2 separate regions of the Hordeum vulgare genome follow, and region 1 is linked to region 2. The links are chromatin contacts, called in public Hi-C maps. All regions are on one chromosome and are shown on one strand. The core of a region is the stretch at or near the end of the contact, and the rest is flanking DNA. Distances in the headings are between cores, read along the strand shown. Region 1 holds the start of LOC123404689. Region 2 holds the start of LOC123401304 (polyubiquitin).

Evidence for each region. Hi-C and Micro-C count contacts between places; a contact is called where the count stands out from the background.
Region 1: a contact with region 2 is called in a Hi-C map of seedling, with 3 times the contacts expected there. The contact joins the promoter of LOC123404689 here to the promoter of LOC123401304 in region 2. A contact is called at or near these places in 2 of 6 Hi-C or Micro-C datasets (leaf and seedling).

What each region holds. Positions count from the first base shown.
Region 1 is chr6H:97,306,413-97,309,112 of MorexV3_pseudomolecules_assembly, forward strand. LOC123404689 reads right to left here and starts at 1,400. Exons shown (of 3, transcript XM_045098627.1): 1 at 1,325-1,400.
Region 2 is chr6H:97,007,285-97,010,107 of MorexV3_pseudomolecules_assembly, forward strand. It overlaps LOC123401304 (polyubiquitin), which reads right to left and starts at 1,397. Exons shown (of 2, transcript XM_045095079.1): 1 at 1,310-1,397.

The DNA of each region.
Region 1 (2,700 bases), core at 150-2,649, 300 kb after region 2:
ATGTTTCAGGATTAAAAAAGTATACAAGAACGGCTTTTAGGTCCAAGAATGTAGTAACATCAAAAAATTATACTGTCGAAAAAGAGCATTTTGGCAGCGCATGCATGCAAAACATTTTCCAGTCCTAGTCAACATCTTATGCATATTTATTGTCAATCTTAAAAATGTTTTATCTCAGAAATTAATAATTTTATTGGAGATTCATCTTCACCGTTAGGTTCGTCTCGACAAAACTTTCAAAATAAGATCTCGTGTTGACATGTTTCGTTGATTTTTTTTGTCGTTCCTAATTACCACATTTATGTCATCATATTTGTCATCTTACAAATGTACAGTTGTCACAAAAATTATACATAGTTATCGTGATAATAATTTTATACTTTTTAAGTATTACAATGTTCTGTGAAGCTAAAAAGTGTGTATTAAAGCATTAATAATAAACAAGCAAATGCTTGAACCAGCATAAGTATAATGAATCAAGTTTTTTACTCATTCATGAAGGTGATAACCAAGTTGATTTAATGTGAGAACTATATAACAAATAATATGACAAGTAAGTCATAGTAATCTGACAAGTACCGATGAAAATAAAAATTATCAAAACATGTTAACATGGGATCTAGTTTTGAAGATCTCGTCGCAATAAAGTCAGTGATGAAAATGGATCATTAATTAAGATACCGGTTTGGAAGATAAATCATTTTTAAAATGCAACTAGCTACTATAACTCAGCAGCGTGTAAGTGCAAAAAATAGATTCCCTCTTATACTCCTATTAAACTAACCAGTACTACATTATGTTAATCGGTAAATCATCTCCGTCTTTTTAAGATCTGACACATGTGTGCGTAGGAAGCCCATTAGATTTTCCCATGAATCAATCATATATTCAAAAAATAAAAATGCCACACATATATTGAAAGCCGAACGCTTCTGTGACTCCTCCGCACAATGACATTAATTGTAATACCCCGCATCCACCATTTGGTCTCTCGGCGTGTGTCGTCATGTAACCTTGCCATTCCAATTCAGCATGCGTCGTCCCGTTCTAATTATCTCCAAGGTGTTGAGATCGCAGCACGGATGCATGGCACCAGAATCCGACGCGTGTCCAGGCGGCCAGAATCATGCATGGACGAACTGCACCACACGCGCGCCCAGCGGCTAAGCTCCGACAGGCCGGCGCCAGGGATCGTCGAACCAACGTCGACTAGATCCTAGACGCACGCGGCGATCCACATATCACGCGAGAGGCCGCACATCGTCAAACATGCGATCGAGAGCGTGGCGAGGCGGGACAGGCGGCGGGGAAGGAGAGCGCGCACCTTGGCGACGACGAGGAGGACGACGACGATCTTGCGATGGTTCGGGGAGTGGAGTGGCGGAGAGGAATTGTGGGGAATGAGAGAGACGTGAGAAGAGGACAAGAGCAGCAGCACCGCTTATATGGGCCTAAAGAGTGGTACGTGTGAGATGCGACCCATTCAACGGGCGGAGTGCGCCCATTAGCTTGCTCCTCCTCCGGCAGCTCTTATTCATGGGCCAGCCCAGGTAGCGGCCACTCAAGAAAAAAAAAACAGCTGGTGGCTCGGGTATCCGTAAAGAAAAATCTCTTGGCTCAGATTTTTTTTAAAGATCCATATATATGTTGTTGCAAAACCATATTTATTTACATTTTAAAAATATTCATTTTTTTAAAAATTCCATGGATTATAAAAAATTGTTCAGAAATTATGAAAAAGCTAAAGAGGAAAACAACCAGAAAAATTAATATTAAAAAAAGGCATATAAAATAGAAACCTAACAAGAAAATTGGTATAAAAATAGAAAAGAGAGACACCGGAGGAGAATCGCTGAAAACCAATTATTGCTCAACGCCGGAGTTGGGTCGACCCATCACACTCGCTTTATATTATTTCCTCCATCCGAAATTATTTATCATATAAACATATATAAATGAATATATCTACAACTAAAATACATCTAGATATATTTATTTCTGTAACATGACGAGTATTTTTGGACCAAGGGAGTATTTAGCACTTGTACATTGCAACTAGAAATCCATGCTTCCTCATGGCTTGCGAGTTGTATTGGAAGGGGCATGCAGAGTTTGAATAGCTTCAATAATCTATACTAGCATTTTCAGGCCCATGGGGAACCTTTCTTTCGTGTTCCTCTAGAAGAGGGGAATTTAATTATTTACTTCAATCAGTTTTTCATATTTATGTGCACATTTATCCCTAACCTTGCCTCGTATATGCATGGGACACAAAGAGAGTCCTGATATTGACGTGTTGCCAAAATGCCATTATGCCAACAGCCTCCAGACCCCCTCCCCCACATTGTCGTCGACAAGGCAGTTCAAAAAAAAAAAAAATCACCATCGATAGAGGGAATGCCAACAAAGTCTATACATGCCGTGGAAAGATGGTGGTGGGGCGTTTTATTTTCCTTGGACATCAGAGTTAAAGTGTCATGTCATGACTCTTGTGGCATCCTCCTTGTGCTCCCGCGAATAAAGGTTTTCTTGGCTCTGATGAGGGAGGGCGATCACGGCAGCATGCCTTCAACTTGATCCAATGTTTGCAGTCGCCGTTAGATAGTCTAGAGACCTGGATGTGATTTTTCTTACTTTTAATGTTCTTTGTACTGTCTTGACAATTGATGAACAAATCAAAAGTTTTTAATGCGGAAAAAA
Region 2 (2,823 bases), core at 147-2,646:
TGGCGTATTTCTTTCATTCAAGAGAAAATAACAGACGGTGCATGCTCATGACCAGAAAGAAACTAAAATTGTGATTCCACGACGCTGACAGACATACTTATGATCAAAGCTTTTTCAAGAGAAATCAATCTACAGACATTAAGAGAGAGAAAATATATGAAGACCATTTATCTCAAGGATTCGACATAGCTGGCCGACATGCTTATCATCCAAGGAAAGAAGCCTATCTTTTGCAGAGGAATATCAACGTACAATCCTAGGCCTATTAGGACGATTTCGCTACAACAAGAATATGAGCACGAGCGACAGATCAGGCAGGCAGTATAACCGTCCTGAGAAAAAGAATTACGACAAGGCTACTACTGAATTCTATCAATAAGCAGTCAAAGCAAACTAGTAATATTTATGGTAAACTTCTACACATCAAAAGCTATTTATGGTGAACTTCTATACATCAACAGGCAGTGACGTATTTCTTTCATTCAAGAGAAAATAACAGACGGTGCATGCTCATGACCACAAAGAAACTAAAGATTGTGATTCCACAACGCTGACAGACATGCTTATGATCAAAGTTTTTTCAAGAGAAATCAATCTACAGATGTTAAGAGAATAAACAAACAACAGCAGCATATTTTCTTCATCTAAGATAAACTAACAGACGGTAGGAGCATGCAGGTGCACCCAAAAAAACAATCTGAAGACCATTTATCTCAAGGATTCGACATAACTGGCCGGCATGCTTATCATCCAAGGAAAGAAACCTATCTTCAGCAGAGGAAAACCAACCTACAATCCTAGGACTATTAGCACGATTTCGCTACAACAAGAATATGAGCACGAGCGACACATCATGCAGGCAGTATACGAGTCCTGAGAAAAAGAATTACGACAAGGCTACTACTGAATTCTATCATAAAGAGTTGGGTGAATCTAGCGCAAAGGAGCGGACGAACCAGTAGACAGATCATGCATACGGCTTAATGAGTTGACCCCTTCAATCTACACGCGAAAATCTCTAAAAATTCGGCAACGCTTCACAGAGCTAGCTGCCGGCTTAAGGAATTAATTGAACCGAGAACACGAACAGATCTGCCCCGTCAATCAACAGTTGTACACGGAAAGTCATCACTAAATAATTCGCCAGAGCTTCACCGACCTAACATGCGCGAACAGATCGGACAACAATAACCGTTCCCGCAACATCGGATCGGAGCAGAAGCCGACCAAATTCCACAGAACCACACCTCCAACAATCTAATCAACGCAGATCTAGACGACAGGGAGAGAGGGGAAGCAAGCACCGTACCTTGAGGCGGCGGGGAGGAGGATTCGACGATCTCGCGAGTCGATCGGAGACGAAATTGGGTGGGGATTTGCTTGTTCCGGGGAGCGGTGGTGAGGATTTGAGGGAAGGGAGGGGGTCGGTATTTATGCCGGCTGGTGACGGGCCCGGGTGGAGAAGGAATCCGGTGCCGTGACGGCTCCGTCCGTTGGACGCGTACGTCTCGTGCTCGTCTCGGCCACGCGATCCCCACGAAGTATCCGACGGGCGCGGAGGGTTCGAGAAAGAGTGGATGGCTCCGTTTGGCCCCGTCTACCTCGCGTCGGGCGTTGGGGTTGGTGGCCGTTAGGCACCCCCTCACGCCGTTAGGCGACTCGTTGGCCTGAGCCGCTGACGCGTATGGCCCGCTTTCCGCGTAGTTCCGTGTGATCGTAGCTTGAGTGGTACGCGATGTTTTCGCAATCGATCTCAACTCAGCTCGGATGACTAATGAATTTTAAAAATATATAAAAATAATTTAGAAATTTAAATTTCTTATTGATAAATATTTCAAGATGTCATAAATTTCAAAATCATATTTTTCGGAAGTCGTGGTAAAAAAATTGAAACTATAAAAATGCTACTTTCGAAAGCATTTTGAAGAACTGATTTTGTTTTTTTTCACGAAACAAAGGTGATTCCATGCTGAAATTTTGCAAGCTTTTAGAACATTTGTCAAAGTTTGCTGTAAAAAACATTCAGATTTTTAAAATATTAATTTGAATTTACTGTTCACTCGAGCTCGGCACTTTTCACTTGAGTGTTCCTTTTGCTGACTGCTCTGTAGGTTTTTGGAAAAAATTCCGTCTCTCTTTGCAAAGTTTGATTTGACCAAAATCTAATACTTGGAGTAAAAAGGACCGGAGGGATTACAATGTAATAGTGGTGATTTTTTTTACTTCCTAGTTATTTTTCTAAGGCGGGGTTAATTCATGATCGACTGTGTGGCTGCACACACTCAGTTCGAGACATTGGATAAAATATTATTGAAACCTTCCCTCGTGGTTGACTACATCAATAGGTCGAGCTAGCGAAATGTACTAATCAAAACATACGAGCGGATCATTTAATGGGTGCTATCATGATTTCTCCCATAAGTGAATTGTGTGTGTCATCGTATGGAGATTCGGGGAGGGTCGGATGGTGGTTTACCGCCAGTGGAGACGGTTTGGACTGGACAGGCGGCGAAGTTGTGATGTGACAACTCCGACAGAGGGAGGCGGAAGATAACCGATTGGGCTAGGACGGGTTGATGGTTGAGGATGATGTCGTCAAAGGCCGAGAAGGGATCAAGATAACTGGGGTGCTTTAATGGTGGTGGCACAGTCGTGGTCTTGATGCATTGATGATGGATCCAAACAGCAAAATTCGATCACAATTTTTTTTTGACAATCCAAAAGAAGGCGACCAAATAGGTTATGTGCATGTTGCTACATGGTCAATCGTGAATTTTGCCTCGCCCATACTACTATTGCTCCTTTTTATATCTTCGTGTGTGC